Linked DNA regions of Mus musculus: region 1 is linked to region 2. A link is a contact called in public HiChIP or PLAC-seq data. All regions are on one chromosome and are shown on one strand. Each heading gives the region's core, a stretch centred on a gene start, on an enhancer-like site or on the middle of the called end of the contact. The rest is flanking DNA. Distances are from core to core; before and after follow the strand shown.

Evidence for each region. HiChIP or PLAC-seq counts read pairs in DNA pulled down with a chosen protein or histone mark.
Region 1: a contact with region 2 is called in an H3K27ac HiChIP or PLAC-seq map of regulatory T cells, with 4 times the contacts expected there. The contact joins two enhancer-like sites. A contact is called at or near these places in 1 of 484 Hi-C or Micro-C datasets (embryonic fibroblasts) and 3 of 115 datasets of contacts at active chromatin or transcription factors (large pre-B cells, memory CD8 T cells and regulatory T cells).

Annotation. Positions count from the first base shown.
Region 1 is chr11:109,550,122-109,556,335 of GRCm38.p6, forward strand. All of the region lies in intron 11 of Arsg (arylsulfatase G), which reads left to right. Among named protein-coding and RNA genes, the nearest start is that of Gm39442, 25 kb to the right of the region's middle. Within about 2 kb of position 4,445, at least 63 of the 459 cell types and tissues checked have an H3K27ac peak or open chromatin away from gene starts, as enhancers often do. A contact at or near this core is called in memory CD8 T cells and regulatory T cells, where this site is marked.
Region 2 is chr11:109,858,500-109,864,883 of GRCm38.p6, forward strand. No RefSeq gene overlaps it. Among named protein-coding and RNA genes, the nearest start is that of 1700023C21Rik, 16 kb to the left of the region's middle. Within about 2 kb of position 2,297, at least 229 of the 459 cell types and tissues checked have an H3K27ac peak or open chromatin away from gene starts, as enhancers often do. A contact at or near this core is called in memory CD8 T cells and regulatory T cells, where this site is marked.

The sequences.
Region 1 (6,214 bases), core at 3,195-5,694, 310 kb before region 2:
ACTTTATCAGAAGAAAACTATCAGAGCATGCCAGCCACTCTTAGGATGGTTTTGGTGTGAAGATAGTCTGAACGGCAGCTGGTTCCTCTGTCCTGCTCCTTTCTCATGTTAATCCATGTAAGGGAACACAGGAATGGTGGGGCTTCTTACTGGCTTTTCCCTGTGGCCCCACAGGCCAGCACCGAGGGGAACATGATTTTGATTCATGCCCTAGAATGGAGTGCTCACATTTCACTGTGTGGGAGCCCGAGCTTGTGGCGGTTTTAGTACTTTGTTCTTTGAGGATAGAGATCGTCCACAGCGGAGGTAACTTCTTCATGGCCAGGGGTTCCTTCAGCTTCTATTGAAATGGCCCCAAGAAATTATGGCATCTTAAAAACAGTCAGGTTAATATAAATGTACTGTTGTGAATACAGAAAATGTTACAAACAGTGTGCAGGAGTGGGCGTGGGGCGGGAACAAGATGGCTTAGTCTACAAAGGTGACCCGAGTTCCATCCCTGGGTCCCACATGGTGGAAGTAGAGGATTGATTCTTCTGACCCTATGTGAACACTACGGTGCTGCTGTGTCCACACACAGACACACACAAAAAAACAAATGAATATAATACAAATTAAATTTAAAAAGGGTGTGCCGGAGAGTGTTTAGCACAAATCTCATTGGCTACCTTTTAGAGATACTCAGCATTAATATTCGGATGTGTGCCAAAGTGATATAATAGTATTTTAGAAAGATCTTGCACATGACTGCCCACCCCCACAAAGCCCAAAGACACAATTATCGAATAGAGACGACCCATCCTTGTTCCTGGTTCTGACTGTGGGTGAAACATTGCTCTGGAGACCAGGGAGCAGTGATGAGCAAATAGCTTGGGTGTTCTTTGTTTGTTTGTTTGTTTTTCGAGACAGGGTTTCTCTGCAGCCCTGGCTGTCCTGGAACTCACTCTGTAGACCAGGCTGGTCTCGAACTCAGAAATCCGCCTGCCTCTGCCTCCCGAGTGCTGGGATTAAAGGCGTGTGCCACCACCGCCCGGCTCAGCTTGGGTGTTCTTGATGTCGAGAAATTAAGTTTCCCTCAGAAGAATGGCTTTGGGGGCAAAGTAGAAAAGGCACAATAGTTTTACCTTACAATTCTAGTTCAGGGTTTCTTGAATGTAGCATCATGTGTATTTTGAGTCAAGTAATTCTTGGCTGTGACATGTGGGGTCTATTCTGTGCATTTGAGATATTTAGCACATTGCCAGGCCTCTTCCCAGTAACTGTTTGTGACAATCAAGGTATCTCCAGGCAGTCCTGTGTCCCCTGAAAGGACAAAAAGAACCTTAGGGAAATTTCTCTTAGTCTTATGAAAAAAGATGAAGGGTCTCTTCTGTGCTTGAGATGAGCATCTTCATCCCATTTCTCAATGGAGGACCATACCTAGCTCTGTACCTGAGATGAGCATCTTCATCCCATTTCTCAATGGCGGACCACACCTGGCTCTGTGCCTGAGATGAGCATCTCTATCCCTGTTGTCAATGGAGAACCACACCTGGCTTTGTGCCTGAGATGAACATCTTCATCCCTGTTGTTGATGGAGGACTGGCCACATATGTTGCTTGAGATGGACATTCCCCATCCCTGTTGTGGAAAGAGCATCACATCTGGCAAGAATGGAGGCAAGCCAGAATTGGCTGGGCCAATAATCTCATTGGAAAATCAGCTAGAGTTGCAGAGGAGCCCTGAGCTACCCTGGGGGCCGGGTGGTGGGTCTGCGGATATGAATAAGACAGTGGTTATATGGAAGGGGTAAAGGTCGGCAGGCTCTGTCTTGTCTGCAGGCATAGAATTGGGTCCAGAGACAGAAGCTGTAAAGATCCCTTGTCTACAGCATGTCCTGTGGTACCCAACCATGCATCTCTCTTCAAGGCCCTCTGCTCCCTCCTGGCTGCGGTGAGGGTTGAGGGAGATGGGTCAGTGTCTCTTTCCAGCCTGCTGGGCTGATGTCCATGATTCACCATTTGTGATCTGGTATTCCCGACACTCAAGTATCTCTGAAGTAGATGCTTTTTGTCTGTAAGAGAGATTCCAGGGTGGGGAGCTACTGAGATGGGCTGCCAGTCAAACGTGAACACGGGCTAGTCCCTGAAGCCTCTGCAGTGTGACTAAGACCAGGAAGGGGTGGGAACCTAGCCTTTTTTCAGGGATAATGAGAGGGACTAAACAATGCAGAAAGAAAATTACAATTAAATGCTAAAAAAGAACCTGTTTCTGGATCCTCGGGACAGTTCTATTCCTCCACTGGAGGTGGTTCTCTTCCCAACTCTTCTATTCTTGGCATCTTTCTGTACTTATCTCCCAGGGAGAGAGGAGATGAGAGTCACTCCTTTATCTGGGTCCAAGTATCCCCAACCCTTCCCTGAAAGCCCCCTGTCTTAGTTAGGGTTTTACTGCTGTGAACAGACACCATGACCAAGGCAACCCTTATAAGGACAACATTTAATTGAAGATGGCTTACAGGTTCAGAGACTCAGTCCATTAACATCAAAGCAGGAGTATGGTAGCATCCAGGCACACATGGTACAGGAGAAGCTGAGAGTTCTTCTACCTTTTCATCTGAAGGCCTCTAGGAAAAAGTAGGTTTTCACATGGTTAGGAGGAGGGTCTTATTGCCCACACCCACAGTGACACACTTCCTCCAACAAGGCCACCCCTCCTCGAGCAAGGTCATACCTCCTAATAGTGCCATTCCCTGGGCCAAGCATATTCAAACCACTACATCCTCTTCTCTCTACCCATCCTTGGGTCAGATTTCCCCCTAGTACAACCGTGCTCAGCTTCTATGGAAACCCTCCCTCCTGTCCTCTCCCTGACACTCACCCAACATTGGAGCCCAGGGCTGTTCTACCAGAAGGAAGCCCCCATGTGACCCTTCATTCCTTGCTCACATAGCCTGGGGTACAGCAGGCAGAGCCTTTAGTACCCTCCTCACAGCCACCCAGTCAATTCCCTTTGATACCTTGTTTGGATGAGAGCACTAACCTAACCGGTTGGATGGGTCCCCACCCCCTGGGAGGATCTGAAACAAAACAGTTGCTTGAATTTAGAACTCCAAAGCAGCCTGGACAGCATAGCAAGATCTTATTTTAAAAACAAACAAAAAAAAGGTTTCAGAAACGTACACATCTCCTATGAACAAATGTCAGAGAACCACGAAAAAGACAATAGTTTTGTAAGGATGGAACGATGCGGAAGAGCGACTCCAGCTTACTCAGGGGTCACGTTGCCCACTCCCAGGCTAGCCTTTTGTGTCACCATGCAGAGGCCTCTCTATCTCAGCTATCTCCTTTCGTGAGTGGGCCCTGCCTTCCTTTCCACTATCAGAGGGCTTGTGAAGTAGTGTTTGTGGGACAGAAACCCACTTATACATCAGACCCATAAAGGACAATGCCAGAGCCTGTAAGATATTTACGTGAGGGGAGCAGGGATGTAGCTCAGTTGGTAGAGTGTTTGCCCAGCACACACAAAATCTAGGGTTCGATCCCCCAGCACTGCCTATACAGGGTTTGGTGGTGCAGTAATCTCAACACTAGAACCTAGCCTTGGATACGTGACAGTCTTGTCTCAAAACAAGATAAAGAAAATACTTGGGGCTAGGGAGGTTTCTCAGTGGATAGAAATACTTACACAAGCACAGAACCTGAGTCTGAGTCCCCAGAATCCACATCGGAATAGCCCAATGTATGCCTGTGACCCCAGCACTCTGAGGGATCACACACACACACACACACACACACACACACACACACACACACACACACATACACACACACACCCCAAAGAAGAAAGGAAAAGTACTTTAAAGTGGGATAAAATAGCATCTTTATATATTTGTCTTCACATCAATAGTTGTAAAATGTAATTTCGTTTAGGCTTCATTATGCCTTTTGGGTGGCGAGGTGTGTGTGTGTGTGTGTGTGTGTGTGTGTGTTTGTGGTGGGGGGAGGCAGTATGTACATGCGAGTACAGCTACCCACAGAGGTTGAAGTTACAGGAAGTTCTGAGCTGCCTAATGTGGGGCCTGGAAATCAAACTTAGGGCCTCTGCAAGAGCTGAGCTGTCTCTCCAACTCCTCTTTTTTTTAAGAAAAAAAAAAAAAAAAGGACAGGAAACCCCATGAAAGCAAGGATAAAAAGCCAAGCATCCCAGTGAACGCATTGGAAGTGCAGGGTTGGTTTTGCAGGTTTGGGGTTTGGCTTTTTTGTTGTTGTTCTTTGCTTGTTTGCTTGTTCTATTTCTTCAAGGCTTCTGAGACTTCCAGGACCTGTTTCTTGGGTTAAGACTGAGGCCTGGAAAGCCATCAGCAGCCTCTGTAAGACAAATCTGCCCTCTATCAGCAGCCTCTGTAAAACAGATCTGCCCTCCAGGTTCACATGCAGGAAAGCCCAGGTCTGTGTGTTGCATGGAGCATTTCCTGGTCACAGGCTTAGCTCAGGGGCTGGGCTCCTGCCATTCTCCGACGAGTGACTGACAGCCCAGGCATGCCCAATGCTGGACTTGGCTCCCCTGAGCAGTGAGAGTCACCAAACCTGTTGAAGAAGTTTTCTTTGTGTGAGGCAGTTCTTCTTGAGTTCTGTGTAGATTAGAAACCTCTGAAGGGCATGCCACACTGACACACTGGGATTCCCTGGAGTGTTTAGATCTGGATTAGTGCTGTGGTAAGATGCCAAACCTCGTGATGCAGAGGAGGAAAAGGATGGAAAAAGGAAAGTATGTAATTCATTCTGAAAGTCAATACAGAGTCTCCCAGACTTGCTGATTTGACCCGTCTGTGACGCTGATGTCTCCGAAGACCACAAAAGAAAGCCTACAGTCTACTTCGTGTGTGTGTGTGTGTGTGTGTGTGTGTGTGTGAGAGAGAGAGAGAGAGAGAGAGAGAGAGAGAGAGAGAAAGAGAGAGAGAGAGACAGAGAGAGACAGAGAGAGACAGAGAGAGAGGGAGAAGAGATGGCTTATTGGTCAAGAGCCTTCTCTGAGCAATAAAGAAGACTGGGTTTTAGATCCCAGCACCCACGTAGCAAACTGGGCAGCCTGTGCTTCCCTGCAACCTCAGCTCAAGATGGGCAGGGTGAGACGGCATGAAAAAAATCAACGGGCCTTGCTGGCTTCGATCTAGCAGAGAAGATGCAAGCCCCAGGTTCAGGGAGAGACACTGCCTCAAAGGAATAACCAGTGACAGATAGAAGACATCCAATACCTTATTCCCGCTTCTGCATATGCATACAGGTGTGTTGGCATCTCCACATAGGTATGCACACCATACTCAGATGTGTAGACATCTCCACATAGGTGTGCACACCCCACACAGGTGTGTAGACATCTCCACATAGGTGTGCACACCATACTCAGGTGTGTAGGCACCTCCACATAGGTGTGCACACCCCACACAGGTGTGTAGGCACCCCACATAGGTGTGCACACCACACACAGGTGTGTAGACATCTCCACATAGGTGTGCACACCACACACAGGTGTGTAGACATCTCCACATAGGTGTGTACACCACACACAAGTGTGTAGGCACCTCCACATAGGTGTGCACACCCCGCACAGGTGTGTAGACATCTCCACATAGGTGTGCACACCACACATAGGTGTGTAGACATCTCTACATAGGTGTGCACACCCCACATAGGTGTGTAGGCACCTCTACATGGGTATGCACCCCCCCACAGGTGTGTAGGCACCCCACATAGGTGTGCACCCCCCGCACAGGTGTGTAGACATCTCCACATAGGTGTGCACACCACACAGGTGTGTAGACATCTCCACATAGGTGTGAACACCACACACAGGTGTGTAGACATCTCCACATAGGTGTGTACACCACACACATGTATTCATAACACACAAATTAAAAATCTCTATTGTGGTGCCTGTTTTTCTTTCTTATGGGTTTGATGCTGATGTCCCTCAGGGGTGCAACTCTGTGTGGTGTGTGTGTGTGTGTGTGTGAGAGAGAGAGGGGGGGAGGGAGAGAGAGGGAGGGAGGGAGGGAGGGAGAGAGAGAGAAAGAGACTGAGCTTGAACAGCCCTAAACCATCTCACCCCTTGCAGGCCACACTGTAGACCTGCCTGTTTCCTGGTTTGTGGCAGGGACCTTGGACTCTGGACAGGATTCCAGAGTGTTCTGTACTCTGTTGCACGCTGACTCCGCGTGCCTTGACTGCACACC
Region 2 (6,384 bases), core at 1,047-3,546:
TGTAACATTTTACCTCTGGGGTAATATTCTAAGGATTTTTTTTTTAAGAACATATACATAGGCCACAGAAAAGAAATAAAGTTGTTGGATGGTTTGGCTTACAGGGCTCTGCCCTATCCATCTATTCATAAACCCACCCAAATGTATATGCCTGTTTGTTTATTATACATATGAAGGTATGTGTATGTATGTAAGCATGCATGAACACTTGTGGAGTTGATGAGACAGATGGTTGGGCCCAACCAGTGTGCATGTGCATGCGTGTATGTGTGTGTGTGTGTAAGAATTTATGTCTAAAAGCTATTAAAAGATAAAAGCAATAAATAAAAGGTGATGTAACCATTTCATCCGATGTGTGTTTTCTGTGTGGCTGACTTCTTATTTCTTTCCTGGTTTACAGAGTTAACCAGCCAAGTCAGTAAGGGGCTCCTGGATGCCTGGCCAGAGAAGGGAGCTCTAGCAATAAATCCTTTACCTAGTCACTAGTCATCTCTGTTAGCAACAAGTATCAATAGGTCCAGAGGCCTGCAGCTTCTGCCCTCAGAGTAACTTAAAATCAAGATAGGTAAATGCTATTATAGAAAGCAACCCTACTCTCTCGCAAGATCAAGTCTTGCCCCTGCCAACACTCTCCAGCACCACACACCTCACTACCTTCAAGAGAGAACCAGAGCTCCAGAGCTGGCCCCCAGAACATATATATGCATGTATATATGTGTGCATATGAGCATATGCATATGCATGTGTGTGTGCATGAATATATATGCCTTTGTGTGTGTATGTGTGTGCCCTTGCACGCCGGTGTTTGACATCAAATGTGTTCCTTTTAACCTTTAATCTTCCCTACCTTTAGAAAACACAATACTTTTATTTCTTTTGTGAGAATCCATCCATGCATACAATGTATTTTGATCACCCTTCACTCCTTCCCCTAACTCTTCCCAAGTTCTTGTTTTTAGCCACTGGTTGCAGTTTGAGCTGCCCACATACTCATGGGTATGGGCAATCCACTGGAACTTAGGCAACCTCTCAGAGGCCACACCCTTAAAGAAAAATGGAGTCTGTCACTCCCAGAAGCCATCTATTGCCCATGCTCCTTAGTAAGTGGTAGGCTTGTGAGTCCCTCCATGCTGCAATGCTGACTGTCGTGGTCCTGTGCAGGTCTTGTACAGGCAACCACAGCTGCTGTGAGTTCACCAGTGCAGTGGTCCTACCGTGTCCGGAACACACATTTGCTCCGGTCCTCCCTGACCTCTGGCTTTGATTCTTCCAAAATATTCCTTTATGACTGATGTAGCAAGATGCCTATGAGTCCACCTTAGTATTTGAAAAAGGGTCTCTAACTGAGCCTGAAAGTCACTGTTCCAACCAAACTGGCTGGTTAGTAAGATCCAGGGATCTTCTCATCTGTACCCCCCCGCACCCCCCCCCCCCGAGAATCATGGGCCATGCCAATTCAATGCCCAGCTTACATGGGTGCTGGAGAATCCGAACTCAGGTGCGCATGAGGAACACCAAGTGCTTCACCCACTAAGCCACGCCTTCAGCCCCAGAAGCCATGGCTTCTAACTCTGGCATTGACCTTACTCCTGTATCTGGTTCTGTTTGTTTCCTCATTAAAAGCAGAAATGTAAAAACCTGAAGGCATTTTAAACCGTTCATACTGAGATCACGTGACTTAGAGAAACCCATGAATTAAGACGTTTTGAGACCTGTGGCTAAGTTCGGGGCTTAAATGACAGGGTAGAGTTCTGACGGCCAGCAGATAAACCAAACGGTTGCACAGAGGCACAGACAGATCCTGTCCCCCAAAGGATTGTGGGCAGCAGACATCCTGGGCGCAGCCTGAGTCATATCCGGTGTGCAAAAACATGCAAGTAAGCAGGCTACAGATCTTGGGTTTGGGCGACCTCAGTCTTTAGAGCAACCTCGATGATCGAGAAAGAAAGAAAACACAGCAAGGCACAGCTGTCTTTTACTGTAGGGAGAATTAGAGAAATGGGATAGTCAAACTTCGACAATGACACCCCCCCCCCCCACGCCCTTTCCTGCTGGCCCAGGGGTTTCCCATTTCCCTGGAGGAATTTGTGGGACTACTTTTAGCTTCTGCAAGGGAGGCGGCGTCTGAACAGGGACTTTTCTAGACCACAAAGACTGTAAACTTGCCTTTACTGGCCCTCAGCAATCTTCTTGGCTTAAATTGTATGCCTCTGCAGCTGCTTATTCATTGCTAGCTTTGAAAACCCCTGCAAACACGGCTCTGGATCCGATCTTTTCTCCAGAGAACCTGGCTCGCTGGGATAGAGCAGGAGCGCCACCGTGTGGCTGTGTGATTACTGCCGATTCTTTTTGGATGAGATAGGATGATGGGACTGGCTCATTTTTGTTACAAGGAAAGCAGGGCATCAGGGCCTAAGTGGGTCTGTGGCATCCCAAGATGATTTTAGTAGGATGTTGGTACATCACTTAGGGATCTCCAGAGAAGCAACTCATGCATATGTGGGTAGTAGCAAGCATGAAACTAGTGGGATGGGCTGGCCGACTGCAATAAGCAAAACTAGGGTTACAGCTCTTATCTATGTATCCTATCCTGTCTGTCCATCTGTCTGTCCTATTTATTGTGGATTTTTACATTTATCTTTATTTTTACATATTCACAGGTGTGTGTGTGTGTGTGTGTGTGTGTGTGTGTGTGTGTGTACAGGTGCCCACGAAGGCCCAGAGCTGGAGTTGCAGGTGGTTTTAAGTCAGCCGACATGGATGCTGGAAATCAAATTCAGGCACACAAGAGAGCAGCATGCTCTCACAACCACTGAGACATCTCTTCAGTCCCTAGGGTTACCGTTTTGAAGCAATACCACTTTGTAAAGAGCACTTCATGTCAAGTGGGTTTTCCCAGCATCAGTTATGAAGCCACTGGAGAACAAGTCACTGGAGTTTTATAGCAGGAGGGATAAGATGTACTAATGATGTAACAGACATTGATATGTCTTTCTTTTTTATTTTTTGCACAAACCCATTAGACTTGAATGAAGGGCTCAGCTCATCAGAGACTTTCCCATGGAACTCACATGTGCATCTTCTTTGGTTTGAAACAGGTGGTCCTATATGCATTACTTCCTTTGCTCTTTGCTGTGGCTAAATACTTGGAGAAACAAAAGCTCCTTTCTTTTATTTTAGGTCACTGTTTCAGAGGGTTCATCCTGGCTTTTAGCCTCACATGCTTGGGTAGAATATTATCCTGGGGGGGGGGGGCTCAGTGGAGGCTGTTCTTTGATTCTTAGCAGACAGGAAACACAGCTAAGGGGATTTTTTTTTTGGGGGGGGGGACTGGCATATGTAATTGTGGCATAAGCCATGAAGCTTGGCAACCAAGTAAGGTTTTTTTTTTTTTTTGAGGATGGCCCACCACTTTGCATGGCTGTGACAGGTGAGCTCTGACAGGCATGGACCCCAGAGACGTCATCCCAGGATTGCTTCTCACCGATGTTATGACTTTCCCATCACTATTACATAGCCCAATGATTCCTGGGCACCAGCCCACCCAATTGGGCAAATTTCCTGCAGATCAACATGAAGATGAACTTTCATAAATTAGTGCTGTTTAGATGAATTAATGACTTTATAGAATTCCTGGTTTGATTCAAATAATTTTAGGAAGAAAGTTTAAGGAGACGGTTTTAGTCGTTTTGCCAGAAAGATGTAATATAGTTAGAATCAAGAATAGAATGTACCCACTCCTCATAGAATAGTAAAGGCTGCATAATTAGGAACACAATGAGCTTTCATAAATTACAGGAAAAAAAAGAGAAACAGGCTTGGGGCAGAATTGTGATCAAGGAAAAACATTCATTCTAGGTCAGGTGCAAGGATGAAGCCACAGGTATGCACCATGATAGAGCAAGGCCATGGGAAACTGTTGCTTTGAACTTATAATGAGCTTATAGAATGTAACACTGCTTTGAACTTACTACGGACATCCTTCTGTAACTCCTTTTTGTGTAACATTTTATCTGTGGGCTAATTTTATAAAGAACTTTTGTCTAAGGAGTTATAAAAAGGCTGAGAGGGAAAAAAATAGTGTGGCTGTTGTGGCTTTGCTCCATTCGCCAAATGTACATATCTGTAAATATGTGTGTGTATGTATGTGTCTGCATGTACACACATATGTAGGTATATGTGCATGTATGTAACTATGCATGTGCATTTGTGAAATTGATGAAACTGATGGTTTTGTGTGTGTGTGTGTGTGTGTGTGTGTGTGTGTGTGCGCGCGCGGGTGGGCATGGCTTACTTTTTATCCTATTTCTTTCTCTCTGGCTCATGAAGGGTTACTGAGCTCCTTGGAGCCTCTCAGGCCAGTCAGAGACGCCCCAGTCAAAGAGTAAAGAGCCCAAGTAACTAAGTTTCTTTTCTTAATCCCTTGCGGCCATCAGCAGGAGTTAATTGCCAGAAGCCATCAGCTTCTTCCCCGCCCCCCCCCCCCACCCCAAAGTAAGAGAAAGTAAATGGCCTGAGGTTATCAGCCTCTGGTCCACCTACTCACTACTCCACCTCAGTGCCTGAATGTTAGGATGGGACCCGAACACAAGTGGAGGCTGTGAAGTCCAACAATGGCTGTCTGTACCCTAGAGAGGCAGAGAAGATGGAAGCCTCAGGCGGCCAGTGAAGACGCCCACTCAGATGCTGATGGGAGAAGTCACTAGTGAGACTCAGAGACCATCGAAGCTGGAGTCAGCTTTCCAATGGTGATGGAAGCAATCACAGATCACCGCCCCCCCCCCCCCCAAGAACGATGCCTTCACATGCTGGCTGTCATCTTCCTCTTCTTCATCCCTACCTGTTGGGTAGTGCTGTCCACAGCCAGGGAGGGTCTTTCTCTCTCAGTTATCAGTCCACGTGTCAATCCTGTTTGCAGATTCTCTCCAGACATACTCATTGGCCTCTCTAGGTCCTGTCAAATGAACTGCTTGTGAGATGGCTCAGCAGTGAAAAGTACCTGACACATAAGCCTAATGATCTCTGGCGCCCCTAGTGGCAGGAAAGAACAGACTCCTGAAAGTTGTCCCCTGAGCTCCACACTTATGCCATGGAATATGCTCACACCCTTCACCCTACACTTATTAACTAATTAAAAAATTAAAAATTAAACTAATTAAAAATTAACTGTCACTCTATGCAACGGTGCCTTCAAATCCCATTATAAACGTAATCCCAAGCATTTTGCTTCATCGTCTTCTGCATACGTATCAAAGCACTGACATCCCTTTTCAACGCAATGGCCACTCCTGATTCCCAACACCCATGCGACTGGCTCACCTCCTGACCTCTTGTTTTCCTCACAGGAACTATCCATGGGGTTCTCTGACCATATCTATCTTTTTAAAAAATTCTGATTATATTTATCATACACGTTCGTAGAATTCATCATACAACATGCTCTTACATACATATACCATTCGCATATACACCCATGTCTCTCCTACTCTCTGTGCCCCGCCCTCTTTATCCTCCATCTTCTGGTCCCCTCCTCTTCTTTTAAAAACATGTTAGTGTCTGCACGTTGTAGCTGGCTTTCCTGTTGCTGTGATGACATCAATATCCTGACAAAAACAACCAAAGGGAGAAAGTGTTTATTTTGGCTCACGGTTCCACAGGGACGCAGTCCACTGTGGCAGAGGATGTGGCAGCAGGCAGAGGAGCCATGGTGACAGGGGCTGGAGCCTGGACATATTGTATCTACACTTAGGAAGCAAAGAACGAACAGGAAGTGGGAATGGGCTATAGAGTTTCAAGCCCCGCCCTTAGTGACTAACTTCCTCCAGCAAGACTCCACCCCCTGAAGCCTTCTTAACCTGTTGGTGCAGACAGCACCAACAGGTAGGAACTAAGTGTTCAAACACGTGCGTCTGTGGGGGACGTTTCTCATTCTGTTATTTATTTGAGAGGAAACAAGTGATAAATACTAGATACTTTTGTATATGTCTAGTCTTAACGCAATGTCTCCCGGCTCTACCAATCTCCCTACAAATGACAGGTCTTCATTCTCCTTCTTGACCGAATTCATTATTTTATGGAAAAACACTTTTTTTAAAAAAATGAACTAAATTTTTAAATATCACCTGGGCTAATTCCAAATCTTGGTTAATATAAATAGGGTTAAAATAAATACGAGTAAATAGGCAACCCCTCAGAATTCTGAATTCATTTCCTTCAGACGTATATTGAGGGATGAGATAGCTAGATTTGATGCTAGTTCTAACGCTTACATTTTGGGGACCTTGGATATGGTTTCCCACAGTAGCTGCCTCTTTTTACACTCCTGTCCGCAGGACGCAGGGGTTCCGATTTTTATGTATCATTAGCAGCATCTATGGTTTATTT